Regions from separate parts of the Mus musculus genome. Here region 2 is linked to region 1. A link is a contact called in public promoter capture Hi-C data. All regions are on one chromosome and are shown on one strand. The core of a region is the stretch at or near the end of the contact, and the rest is flanking DNA. Distances in the headings are between cores, read along the strand shown.

Region 1 (7,021 bases), core at 3,395-5,894:
TTTGTCTCAAAGCAAACAAGTCAGGTGTAGTGCCTTGGCGATTAGTCTCAACACTCTGGAGCTGAGGCAGGGTTGCCACAGGCTTGAGACTGGTTTGGCCTACATAGCAGGTTCTGGACCAGCCAATACTCTTATCTCAAGAGTTTATCTTTGAAAGAAGCAACAACAAATCGATAAAAGTTAAAGAAAAAAAAAAGCAAGCTAAAATAGCCAAACCACACACACTACAGCTTAAATCCTGGATGCCCATAAAATAAGAAAATCCAGATATGATGGTGCACACTTTTGGCCCCAGCATTCCAGAGGCAGAGGCAGGAGGATCGCTGAGCTCAAGGCCAGCCTGGTCCGTATTGTGTGTGCCAGGACAGCCAGGGATAGACAGAGAAACATCTCAAAAAAAAAAAAAAGTATGTCATTTATGTATATGAATGCTCTGTCTGCATGCACACAGAGAGGGGAACTGATTCTATATGGATGGTAGGAAACACCATGAGTGTCCTGGGAATTGAACTCAGGACCTCTGGAAGAGCAAGCAGTACTTTTTCACTGCTGAGCCATCTCTCCAGCTCCCTCCCAATCAATTTTCTAAAAAATTCCATGTGCTTACTTATTTATTTAAGGTGTGTATATATCTGCACATGTGTATGTCATGGGACATGTACAGAGGACAGAGGACAGCTTTTGAGAGTCACTTCTTTCCTACAGTGTGGGGTCTGGGGTCTCAGGTCATCAGGTTTGGCCACAGATGTCCTTACACACTGAACTGTCTCACCAGACCCCCTGTCTGCCTTCTAGTTGTCTTCTTGGGCAATTCTGGCATGAGTCTAGCTTGAAAGTGTTAGGAATACTCTCCTGTCTACTAGTCACCATGAGTTTTCCTGCAGAATTGTTCTATCTTGTGTCTTATTGTTTATTTGTGTATTGTTTACTGTTGCTTGGAAGTCTGCAAGTTTCATCATGGGACTTTTCAGTTCTTTCCCACCAACACATCTTTAGTCCTTGCACAGTGCATAGTATCTGACAGGTAATTTTTGATAAATGAGCAGATGAGTGAATGAGTGAAAAAATGAATGAACAAACTAGGAGAGGAGAAAGAGGTGGCTAGAAAGGGTCACATCAGCCAGGTATTGGTGTCACATGCCTTTAAACCCCAGCTCTTGAAGCAGAAGCGGGAGACTCTCTGAGCTCAAAGCCAGCCTGGTCTACAGATCAAGGTCCAGGACAGCCTACACAGATAAAGCCTGTCTTGAAAAAAACAAAACCAAATTAAAAAAAAAAAGAAGAAGAAGGAAAGGAGGGAGGAAGGAAGAAAGAAGGAAGGGAGGGAGGAAGGAAGGAAGGAATAAAGGAAAGAAGGAAGGAAGGAAGGAAGAAGAAAGAAAGAGAGAAAGGGTTGTCTGTCCTGCTTTCTAGCTCCTCTGGGTGTTTCTGCTTCTTGGTCAATGGCATTGGTGACCTCAACAGTACCTTGATACTTGCCCGAGGGCGGGGCCTATAGTGGTCACTGACAGTGATAGAAGTGAGCAAGCCAACCATATCCCGGGCAGCTGTCTTTGGAGGGGAACAGAGACTTGTAATTGCATTGGAAGAAACACCAGACCTGAAAAGTCCAGTCTTGGATCCAGCCAGGGGAACCGTGCTGGCTCAGAAAGAGGAGAGGGGTTGGAGATACGGATCGGGTCCTGTCCACAGAGAGCCAGTCCCACAGGGCCTCGCTCCTCTCCTGGCATCTGAGGCTCTGTCTTGCTCACAGGCTCTTTGTCGCCTCACATCTGTCACTGTAGTCTAAGCACCTGCCTCACCATGCTTCCCGCTGTTCACTTCTGACTTTTGCGGGGTGGTAGCTGCAACCTCCCCACCAGCTGTTCTTGTTTGTGTCTTGAAGTTTTGACTATGCTTCATATTCCTGTGAGGTGAAAACTGAGCTTCCTCCCTCTAGGTCCCCTGCAAGACCTAACCGGGGTAGAATCAGAATTGGTGGCCATGGTATAGTGCCAGGCAGCTCATTCTCTCTGAACGACCGAGCTATGGGGCTCTCACTCTCTGCCTCTGTCTCTCATTCCTCCTATCCCCACCCCACCCCCACCCCCTCTCTGCCTTTTCATGGACATTTGCTGCGTGTCTTTTGGCCCCTCTCCCACATTCTGAAGCCTGGACACTGACGCTCTACCGTCCCCCCACAGTACTGGTCACACAAAATTGTTTGGTGGGAGATCTCCATTCTGCTTCACTCCCTAAGGTGGGTTAGGAGAAAGACGGAGTTCAAGGAATGGAGGGGGCTGATTCATCACGCTGCCTATGTATCCCAGGGGCTCACGTATAAGGGCTTTCCTTAGACTATGGTTTCACCTCCCACCTCTGATCCTTCTACAGCCCTGCCGCCCTAAAATAGTGGCTACAGGATAGGCAAGGGTAGATGAAAGATGATCCCGTTACCCGTTGTCCTCAGTGCTCCCATCCAAGTCACTCCCGGGCCCCACACCCACCTTCGATGGGGGAGTTGATGAGGATGACCCGGCCCATGGGCGAGGAGGCTCGAATTCCTCGGGAGGGCCCATTCAGCAGGCGCTGCTGCTTCCTCAGCAGGTATCGTGTTGCTGTGGAGCCTGAGTCGCTGCCCAGGTGGCCTCGGGAGGAGACAGAGCTCAGGGAGCCAGAGCTGAGTTCTCCTAGACCCAGTGGGTCAAAGCCTACCGTGAAACCACGTGCCATAGTAGTGAGACTAGGGCAGTGCCCTACAGATCCGGACAGAGTCTGCCTGCCCTCCGAAGGTTGGCTCTTGGTCTTCCAGGCTCCATGAGCTTTCTCAGTAGGGCTGGAGTCTTAGTAAGGCAGATCTCGCTGAGTCGAAAAATAGTGTTTCTTCTGGCCACCCTGTTCTGGAAAGTCCACAAGACAGAGCAGCTGATCCCAGGCCACTTGGAAGAGAGGGATCTTTCTGATGCAATTTCAGTCTGAATGCTTCTTAGGAGTAGGGCTTCCAGATCTGTGTAGGAAGAACAGGGTTTGGGGAGAGGGATGAGTGCTGTCCCATTACCCTGGCTTCTGCACTTCCTCCTGACTTGAACATCCTGTCCCCCTCTCCCATCCTGGGCCCAGAGGAGATCGGCCCAGTTCTGCACCATCTTGGATTTGGGGATTTGTTTCTACAAGGCCATTGGGACACTTTCCTTCCATTCCTCCCTCCATTCCTCCATTGCTATTCTCAATGGAGTCATCCACCCAGTCTCCGGTCCTCATCTGACACTCAGAGAGTAGAGATGGGGGTCACAGCAGGCTCTTGAGTTTTAAAGAGAGAGAGGAGAATGGGTGCCACACAGTTTACTGCAGCATCTTTCCTGTGTGTATATGTATATGGGTAGGGGCTAGCCTCCCGAGCTGGACTTCAGGACCTGGGATAGCTGCGGTCGAGCTTGCCCCCCACCGCCACCCCCAGGTGAATGTCAGGCTCCAGGCTGCAGTTGTGAGTCTAAAGTCGCTGCAAGACTCTATCCCAGGACTGAGTGATCTTCTGGAGAGAGCCCCACAAATCGCTAGTGCAAAACCAGGGGTCACGCCCTCTAGAGCATTTCTGTAAACCAAAAAACAGACTCCCCCATGTAGGACCTCCTGCCTCGCTACCTCTAGGACTTGGCCACCTCACCTGGTCCCGTGTGCCGCCGCTGCCCTTGTCGCCCGCTGGCGGGCGCGATACAGTGAACTAAGGACCCCGCCCACGCTCCGCGCAGCTGCTGGAATAGAGCTACCCTGCGCGGTCCTGGGATCCCATTGGCTGCTGAGACCGCCAGTCATTCTCTTCTAGCACCTTTGGTAGCCTGTCCGGATTGTAGCTTCTCACCTGTCTGATACCTCTGGGCTCTGCCCGCCCCAACTCTGAACCCCAACTGGTCGTTGGAACCCAGGCTCTGGAACTGGCTGGGTTCCACTGGCTACTAGAATCACGTCTTCTCCGGGCCACGCTAGCTTCCTGAAATTGCCATCCCTTCCGTAGTCATCCCTAAGGTCTCTGTGGGAGAATGTCACAAACGAAAGAGCTGAACCTGAGCCTGAGATCAGCAGGAAGGAAAGCTGGAACATGGCTGTGTCGCCGCTGTGCCCTGGGTGCTGATGGATAAGGGATGTGTGTGTGTAATGCCTTCTTCACCTTCGGAGACACCCTGTTCTGGAAAGGCCGCACGATACAGCAGCTGATCCCAGGCCACTAGGAGAAGAATCTTTCTGATGCGCCTGCTTGGATGCAGGCAGAGATCACGGGAAACTTTGGCCGTGCACATCCCTAGGACTGGGGCGTCAGTTTGTGTACGGATAAGTGTTGGGGGTACAAAAAATTGCTGGCACAGTGGAGCTGGGGATTAGGTGGCAAAGGGGACTGGGAACACAAAAGGGGCACAGATACCACAACAATGTGGCTGGAAAGAGATGCGAATGACGAGGATCTGCAAAAGGAGCCTCTAAGACCTGGAGTAGCAGACCAGGGTGCAAGCAAGGAGAGTCCATTGCCAAGGCAGCAATCAAGTAAACAAGCAGTAATCCGAATCCCTCCGGGCGTTGCACCCTCAGAGGCCCGCCCTCCACGCCGCTCACCCGCACCCAGTGCACCTAGACTGGGTGCTGCGGGGGTGGGTGCCTCCAGAGGCAAGCTAAGGGACTGCAAGCGAAGGAGGCAAGTGGGGCGGCTCCTCCCCTTTTCTCCCTGGTTGGGAAGGAGGCCAGAATTGCTTCCCAGGACTGGGTCGGGTTTGGTCTCAACGGCCTGGTCTGGGAGAATCACTCTGGACATCCACTGTCTCGGAACTCTGCCAAGAGGGGGGGTGGGTCAGGCGAACGAGCTCAGGGAGCCCCCGCCCTTCCCTGCTGCTCAGCGTCACGCGTGACGTCTCGGTGATGGCTGGGAGGAAAGCGGAGAGCGGTGAGGAAGGCGGGTCTGAGAGCTTCTAGAGGCTGAAAACCCCGGAAAGCGTGAGTGCCTGCTGCCTTGGGAATCAGCAAAGTGGAGGGGTGAGGGCTTGGGCTCAGAACAGAAGGCTTGCCTTGAGAGAGGTGCTCTCTCTTATGGGAATTCCATATTGCGTGGTCTGTTAGGATCTGTAGGGCACAAGGAGGGGTTGGTTGAGGCTGTGTGTTAGGCATGCTTTCAAATGTCTGCAACTGATAGATATGGCTGAGCGTGTGTGTGTGTGTGTGTGTGTGTGTGTGTGTGTGTGTGTGTAACGGTACTCTGGTTGGTTGACTAGTGTATACAGTGTGACTCTAACCTGTTTGTGTGCTGGGGAGGGCGTGCCTGTCTTTGTGTATAAGTATGTGAAAGTCGGGTGGGGACGGTGTCTACTGTGAGGGAGGAAGTGGGGTTGGAGGGTATTAGTCACTCTGCAGGATTTTTGCCTAACACAGCCAGATGGCTGTTCTTGGCATTCCTTTTTGTGCTGGGCGGAGGGGCATCCATTGAATCTCGCCCTTTCCTGAGGTTTTTCTGAGGCTCAGAGAGAGTTGGGTGGGTGCCTGCGTCAGTTCTATTCAACCCAGGACCAGGGAGAGCCCGGAGTTATTGTGTAGGAGTGGAAGCAAGTGGGTTTGAGGAGGCTATGTGGGTGCTCACATGTTCACAAATGGCTGCCACTCCAGTGCTGTTTGAGATCTGGTACGGATCAGCCCTCAGGTGCCTAATGTCTCCTCCAATCAGGGGCTTGAGTGTGGGCTGCCTTCTGTCATTTTTCCAAACAGCCTTGGAAGTTTTTATCTAAGTCTTGGGGCAGCTGGGGCCTGAAGCTGGAAAGGGCTTGGGTGTGTTATCCATGTTCTGTGCTCCTATAGCAGGAGCTCAAGATAGCTGCCCCAGATTAGCTGCTGCTGGGGAATCACACACACACACACACACACACACACACACACACACACACACACACTCACACACACGTAAATCTGGCATCAGGCCACAGCGTCAGGAAAGCTATATTCTTGGTTCTGGTCTTCCCTCCGGCTCTTAAGTGGCTGTATGTTCCTGGCTAAAACACTACCTAGGGAACAACTCCTCCCCCACCCTTGTTTATGGATCTGGAGTGACCTTGAGCACCTGCAAGCACTGGTCAGTTTCTGGGGCCAAGGCAGAGCCACCAAAGTGTCTCCCAAGTGAAGGAAGTCCTTGGACCTGACCCTTATTCTTGCTACCTTGCAGAAGATGGGTGACCTGCCCTTAAATATCAACATCCAGGAACCTCGGTGGGACCAAAGCACATTTCTAGGCAGAGCCCGGCATTTCTTCACAGTCACTGATCCCCGAAATCTGCTGCTGTCCGGGGAACAGCTGGAAGCTTCCCGGAACATCGTGCAGAATTACAGGTGAACCTGCCTCAAATCACGCCACTGTGACGCAGCACTTTAGCTCAGCGGATCTGAGGACATTTGGGCTGAGGGGACAGCACTGTGTGTTATGGGTAGGTGGCAGCTCTGCAGGTCACAGATCCTTAGTAATGACACTTCCCAGTGCTGTTCACTGTGCAAGGACAAAGAGAGTCCCACGCAGATAGAAAAGGAATCCTCCTTGGGAGGTTTAACTCTTGGAATGTCCTCCAGTCATTCAAACCACCATCACTGTGACCCCGGAGAAAATGTGGGGCCACCAAGGATGTGAAAATAGAGTAGGCACACCTACAAGACGCTCTGACATCCCCAGGGGACAGAGAGGTCCTTTACTCAGAGGTTGGGTGCCAAACTTCCTGATCCTTTGCCCAGAGTTCCCCGAGGCAAGCAGCAGAGACAAGAAGGGCAGGTCTGACCCCTGCCACAGCCTCCTGGTTTCTTGCCAATTTCTACAGGGCTGGTGTGGCAACCCCGGGTCTCACTGAGGACCAGCTATGGCGAGCCAAATACGTGTATGACTCAGCATTCCATCCGGACACGGGGGAGAAGGTGGTCTTGATTGGCCGTATGTCAGCCCAGGTGCCCATGAACATGACCATTACTGGCTGCATGCTCACCTTCTACAGGTAAACCTTATCCTGTGTCCCCTTCCTGAGCGCTATGC
Region 2 (7,167 bases), core at 1,993-4,492, 2.7 Mb after region 1:
TTTTGAAGGTGTTTTTCCATTTGCATACAGTAAGAAAATGTCCGGGTAAATAGTTAGGAACACCTACTGAATTCTTTTTGTGCTGTAAATCAACTTTATCATGTGGGTTTTATTTAATTCTTCACCTAAATGGTTTATACTCATAAGTTTACAATCTTAAGGGGAAAAAAAATCCTTTGGATACTAGCTATGTCTTCATGAGACAAAGTTTCTGTCAATATAGAAAAGTCTATGAAATAAATTATCCTAAGTTCATGCTAGGATATAAAAACTGCGAAAGCTGCAAGGTTAGAAGAAAAAGAAATCGACTGAACATTTCAACTGTGCTTAAAATACCTTTATGGTTGCACAGGGAAAAAGAGAGAGGCAGGGAGCGTGGGGGAGGGAGAGGGAGAAAGACTATATAATATTGTTTTCTTACACTTAAAAGTGAATAATAAACCAAACCTTCATAAAGATTCCTAGGTCCGTGTCATCACCCATCAACAGTTTGAATGGAAGACACATTTTACCACTCCCTGGTGAATAATAATGGAGTCAACGGTAGCCTTGGGAATCGAAGAAACTGAAAAACACAGAGAAAGTCTGACTTCGGATGAAATTAATTACTATTATCCCTGAATCCTAGGACAAGTCTCCCATTGTTCTCTGTGGTAGGGTAAGGAGTCTTTGTTCCCTGGCTCACAAGGAAGCACTTTTAACTACTTGAAAATTTCATACGAAAATAAAAATGTCCTCTGTGACAAATACCAAACTCTTTGTAGGCAAATAGATTTCAGGTCACTAAAGACATGAAAATATTTCTCTAAAGACACATGGAAACTATAATGGTTACTTTTAGTCCCCGTCGCCCACCCTAAAGCTAACGGTCGAACCCAGGGCCTCATGAATGGCAGGTAAGCATCCTATCACAGAGCTGTGTCTCCATTTGTGTAGGGGCAATTTATACATATTCCAGATCTTTTGCATTAAATTGAGTATGGGAAGTAAAATACAAACATATGGGAAGACCATTGACACAGCACACAGAAGAGAGAATGGCCAACAGACACACATTTCCGAGCTAACAGGTTTTCCTGAGAGCTAGTTCAGAGGTCCTTGGAAAGCTTGGCCAGTCTTATTTTAATACATCAGTTTCATATAAAAACAAGTCAGAACATTTGCAAGGCAAGATGTTGTTTTCCTTTATGTAGTCAGTAAAAGCATAGCTCTAAGATTAGGCTGTAATAACAAAAGAATTTGGGAGCAGCTGATTTTAGACTTATAAAAACAACTCACCCTTACGCCTCAAGGCATCCTGAATATGAAGTGTGCTTTGTGCTTCAAGTGTCAGGGCAGGTAAGTCTGCCCTTTTTTGTAATGAGAGAACTCATAGGAAGGAAAAAATGAGAAGAAATGATTTCACAGACTGATCTGTGAGTTGGTGAGTAACACTTGTACCATAAAAATCATGCATTCTACTGCCTTCCCCTTAATCTCAGCACTCGGGAGACAGAGGCAGGAGGATTTCTGTGAATTCCAGACCAGTCTGGGCTACAAAGCAAGGTCCAGAACAACCAGGGGAGTTACAGAGGAACCCTGTCTTAAAAAACCATCAAACAAAACAACCTCCTGTCCCCAAGTAATGAATTCTGTTCTTGCTGTTTCTTAAACATTTAGGAGTGGAACATTAATTTATTAATGGTCACATGTGAAGGCTTGACGTTTTCTGGTATTTATGGCTTAAGTTGTGTGGACTTTTAGCTATCATAGCACTCTTTTAAAAATCCGTGCTTTTGGGAAAGGTAAGGGATAAAAGCTTGTGAGACATTGCTTTAAGTCAATTAGGGAATGACGAATATGCTTGACTAAATGTTCCTTTGGTGTTTTGCATGATTCTAGCTGCCTCTCATACATTATCATTGAATTTCCCTGTCTCTAGGAGGTGAATATTGTTCTCATTTACCAAGCCATCGAACTGAGGTCCACGGCCACACTACACTCCATTGCACAAAACAAAAACAAACCAAAGAAGAAACCGTGGTGCCAGGACTCTAATCTAGGCAATTGCAACATCTGCAGATCTAATCACCTCATTAAGTTCCTTTAGGTTCTGTATTTATTAACTGACCGCCTAGGAGTCTAATCAGTTCTTTCGGGTTACTTTAAAGCCACTATTAGCAGATATTCGGAAAGAGAGCTGTCCCTTATTACAAACTTCCCAGTGACTCACAAGTTAGCTCAACTTCTCTACACCCACGGCTCCACCCAAGCTAGTTCATTTTGCTGTTGCATAGCAACAGAACATCCTGAACACTAGAAGGCCGTGCAGCCTCCCAGAGTCTAGCAAGGGGCCTCCTGGGGGCCCCCAGAGCCTAGCAAGGGGGCATCCCGGGAGTCGAGCCAGGGTCTAGCAAGGGGCCTCCCGGGGGCCCCCCAGAGTCTAGCAAGGGGCACCCCCAGGAGTCGAGCCAGGGTCTAGCAAGGGGCCTCGGGGGGGGGGGGGCAGGATCAAGCAAGGGGTTTAGTTCTCAAATATCTGAATTCTAGTCCGAACCTGTCGGATCGACCGCGCCCCGCTTCCTGTTCTGCGCCATAATACACTTCCTTAGGTTATTTTTTTCTCAGATTTGACCAAAACATGTGAAGCCAAGCAGAGGTGGGCACAGACCAAAATAAGGGGGCGAGTCCGCAAGGCAGGCTGGGGATGCCCTCTACTGTTTATGCAGAGACACCCACATAGACTCCGAGCCAGCAGGGAGCCGAGCGGGCCCCGCGGTTTCCGGCCCTGCCACGTCTGAGGAAAAGCCTTTGCGGTGGGGAAAGCCGAGCCTGCCAGGGGGCGAGCGCTGCCAGAGGGCGGTGCTCTCGGGCGCGCCACCCTGACGATACCCACCCCGCCCCCAACCCCACCAGGGAAGCTGCTCGGGAAGGCAGCTGGCACCGCAACTCCCAAAGGCAGTGGCGAGCGGAAGCGCGCCCCCCTCAGGCCCCTCCAAGGGCCTAACATCGTTTTTTCCATGGACGCCACCCCACGGCTGGCGGCCGCGCGCGCGTAGCCGAGCCCTGGAGCGCGCCGGCCAGCCCTGCCAATCACGAGCCGCGCCCGCCTCCCGCCAGGCCCCGCTCCGCCCCGTGGCCCAGGCCCGCGGCCCGCCGCGCACGCGCAGTCGGAGCTGTACGGAGCACATCCGCCTGCTCCGGCCAAGCTAGCCAATCGTACGTCTCTTCTCCGGTGAGGCTCCGCCCCCGGGGCGAGGTCAGTGGGCTGCGGGCGCTCCGCTGGCTGTGTGTACGGTGTGTCGCCGCTGTGAGCATGGCTGAGGAAGGTACTGAGCTTTCTCCCTGGGGTTGGCCTGAGCGGCAGGCCTGCGGGTGTCTGGGTATCTGACGGAGAAGCTCTCTCCGGCGTCGCGGGAGCTCGGCCTCCTGCTCTGTGGGATAGAGGGCTTTCTGTGGCGAGGGAGGCGGAGGAGTGGAGGAGGAGGGCTACGGGGTTGCTGAAGAGAAGGGAGCTGGGGGGAGCGCGCTTTCTGTGGTGGGGGGACGGGGTGGGGAAAGGGGGAGCTGAGTGGGGTGCGGGGACGGGGGGAGGGCTTTCTGTGGTGAGGAGGGAGGGGAAAGGGGGAGGGAGAGTGGGCGGGGCTTTGTGGAGAAGATGGACGGGGCTGGGGAGGAGGGCGGAGTCTTTGACCATAGTAAACCCAAAGGGGCAGATGCTGCTTTCTGACACCTCGGGACTCGTTCTTGGTTCTAGGCGCAAAGCTTTTAAGAGTCAAGATTCAGGCTGTATTGCTTTTATTTACGAAATTATAACAAAAATTAAAGTTCTTGACTAGTTATAGTTCCCCTTCCTGAAACGCAAATTTTTGGGGGTGTTTTGAAGGGAAAAAAAGAAAGACAGTGAGATACTAGCTGGTTTATTTGTCGTGAAAGAAACAGGACTTGGTTACTTCCCCATGTGGAGAGGTAAATGGAAAATATGAGAAGAATTAGAATAAATTATAGCTACATGTAATTGGAAGAAATGGCTGACTATTTTTGGTGTTTAGTTCACTGAAGAAAATTTTGTTCAGAAAAATTGAGGTCTGTTTTGAGATAATTTGATTATCATTCGCGTCTTTTCTTTTTGATAAGGAAATCAGGAGTTCACTTCCAAGATGGAAAACTCATCAGATTCAGCATCGACTTCACCTGATGCTCCTCAGCCCAGTGAGAATCCACCATCACCACCGACTTCACCTGCCGCTCCTCAGACCAGTGAGAATCCACCATCACCACCGACTTCACCTGCCGTTCCTCAGACCAGGGAGAATCCACCATCACCACCGACTTCACCTGCCGCTCCTCAGCCCAGGGAGAATCCACCATCACCACCGACTTCACCTGCCGCTCCTCAGCCCAGGGAGAATCCACCATCACCCCCGACTTCACCTGCCGCTCCTCAGCCCAGGGAGAATCCACCATCACCCCATTCGAATAGTTCAGGAAAACAAGTATGGATATCTGTGTTGTCCTCTATCCCCCACCCCCATCTGTTCTGTTCCAGAGTATTCTGATAGTGCCAGTTTTAAGGCTACTGGAGTGTGAATTAATATGTAGCTCATACCTTTCTAACTGCCAAGATTTTCTTCTTGAATCGGTTCATTTTGTTTAATTTCTTATGAGGTTACTGCGATGCTCCAAACCAAGGAAACTTGAATCTGTACAGTATTTCTTAGGGGGAAGTCTTTGGTAGCAGGTCTTCTCCTTAGTTTATAGTTCTGAAGCATTTCTAGTATTATCAGGCAAATACTAGCTGCCAGTGGCAGGCGAAGTGTCTCAGTCCTATTTTAGTTAACCTTGCTAAAGTAAGACTATAGGTAGCCTCTGGATATTAGAGACATTGGTGATGCTCGCATGAGATTTGTGGAAACAGAAAGCCATCCATTGTACCTATCGTAGAAGCATATAGCCTTTATTTTTAATAGATTGACTTACTACAAGAATGTATCCTTAACATTTTTGATGTTTGTGTCTTTTTCAGCCTCTGAGTGGAACACCTAAAGAAAGGTTAAAGAAAGCAAGATCTTCATCTCATTCATTTTGTAGTGTGGTGAAGCGTATGAAGGTAGAGAATGACGAAAATAATGAGACCCTTTCAGAACCAGGAGAATCTTCAAAGGAAGAAAATTGTTCAAAGGCCCAAGAAAGCTTGAAAAACAAAGACAGTGAGCCTGGAGAAAAGAGCTCAGAGGAGAAAAACACGTGTGAATCTAAGTCGTCGGATACTGGGTCATCTAATGCCCTCCCAAAGGAGTCTGAGAATGCGATCATTAGAGAAAAATTAAAACAAGAAAAAATAAGATTGATTAGGCAGGTTGAAGAGAAGGAAGACCTTCTTCGGAGGTTAAAGTTAGTCAAGATGTATAGAATAAAGGTGAGAAGAATCTTAGAACCGTTACATCATTTTTACATAAACTGCGGTAGTTTCTAAATTGGAGATACATTTTAGTTTGATAAACAATCAGCCAGATAACCAGAAACCCGGGTTACAAGAGCTTTGACTGAAATAGAAGTAGTTGGTTCAGAGTGAGGCTGAGGAACCCCTTCAACACGAGGTAAAACTTAAAAGCTTAGGGTTTTGTTTAATGCACAGGTGGAGCGTTTTGGCCTTAATTTCTAGCCAGTAGCAAGATGAGAAGTGAGAGGTGTTCCATGAAGATGCAGGGGGACAGAGCACGATGGTGTTAGAACTAAAAGTGGACCACAGAATGCAAGGTGCTGTACTTTCAGTAACGATCCTGCATAAATGTCAGGCATTTTATTTGGGAAAACAGATTTTAGGTTTCAGCTTACACACGTTGAGTAAAATAGAACATGGATGTCTAGAAGGAGACATTTATTATCTTTGTAGTTCTTACCCAGGTAACACCTCATTTTATCCCAAAACTGGAGTAAGTGACAGAATAGCATGTCTTATATGTGATTTTGAATTTTTAGGACTTTTCTAAATGTAACTGAATAAAATGTTGAAAATACTTTAAACTTGAATATTTTTACCTTTAAGAAGTTTGCGGTACATGGAGACATTAGAAAGGCACAACACAACGTCGTATCTTAAAAAGTATAGTTATATAAAAGGTGTACTGAGAGCCTCAGCTTGTTCTTACATCTAACATGTGAATTTAATAACACTTTTCTAAGGTTAAGGTTTGTCCAGAGCTTGTACTGCCCTTTATACCTGTTACTGGCCTTTAAAGTTAGACAGGAACTAGTTAATTAATTTAGCTACCTTGATGATGTGAGTTGAGCCCCACATCTGATGACTGACTGACTTTTTCTGTTTCAGAACGACGTGACTGAGTTAGAGAATCTAATAAAGAAGTGGAGGAAGTGTGGTCAGCGGCTGCTGTGTGAGCTGCAGTCTATCATGTCGGAGGACGAGGACGAGAAGCTGACGCTCACCGAGCTGATCGACTTCTACGGGATAGATGACAACTTGCTGCACTACAATCGAAGTGAAGAAGAGTTTACAGGGGTGTGATACATTTTCCAGGCTATTTTCTCCCTCTCTTCTTTGGGTGATGTGATCATACCTAGGGCCTCAAAACATGTGCTCTGTTCCTGAGCTATACACTTGGCCCATTTACAGATTGTCTTTGAGAATGGCAATGCAAAGAGAAATGTTTTAAAGGGGAAAAAAAAGATCTAAGCTGTTGTGGCTTAGAGGGAGGAATGTTGAACAGTTTGGGATATTCTGACAAAATTATAAGACGAAGCTTAGTATTTTGGATATGTTTGCTAAAGAAAATATTTAAGTATAAAAAAATTAAAATTGTGTTTAAAAGGAAGTTTGGATAGTTCTAGAAACCAGGGTTAATTCATTGATTTGGGGGGCAAAAAGTTTATATTCAGTATTAGAAAGTAGTATGTTGAATGTCTAAATCTCAAGTGGCATAAATGTAGCCTGCCCTTCCTAAGTTTATGGACCTATGCTCATCTGCTTAACATATCTGTTTGCTAATCTAGCAACTAATTAAACTTAAATGTCTACAGTTTTCTCCAATTTGTTTTCATTTTCCTCATGTACTAAAATGAACATCTGTTTCTTGGGATGCTTCATATCCTTATTTCCTACATGAAGGTGTTCTTGGCATGAACGGTCTTCATAATTCCCTTTGTAGCTTTATCTGTGATGTAAATTGG

What was found. Promoter capture Hi-C pulls out the DNA fragments that hold promoters and counts their contacts.
Region 2: a contact with region 1 is called in a promoter capture Hi-C map of pre-B cells, with 4 times the contacts expected there. The contact joins the promoter of Sfr1 here to the promoter of Sfxn3 in region 1. A contact is called at or near these places in 2 of 39 promoter capture datasets (erythroid cells and pre-B cells) and 1 of 115 datasets of contacts at active chromatin or transcription factors (thymic regulatory T cells).

Annotation. Positions count from the first base shown.
Region 1 is chr19:45,042,932-45,049,952 of GRCm38.p6, forward strand. Sfxn3 (sideroflexin 3) reads left to right here and starts at 4,645. Exons shown (of 11, transcript NM_053197.4): 1 at 4,645-4,959; 2 at 6,173-6,336; 3 at 6,813-6,983. The coding sequence starts at 6,176. It overlaps Pdzd7 (PDZ domain containing 7), which reads right to left and starts at 2,841. Exons shown (of 16, transcript NM_001195265.1): 1 at 2,487-2,841. The coding sequence starts at 2,712.
Region 2 is chr19:47,728,514-47,735,680 of GRCm38.p6, forward strand. Sfr1 (SWI5 dependent recombination repair 1) reads left to right here and starts at 3,243. Exons shown (of 4, transcript NM_026377.2): 1 at 3,243-3,308; 2 at 4,117-4,475; 3 at 5,006-5,398; 4 at 6,311-7,075. The coding sequence starts at 3,296. The coding sequence ends at 6,505.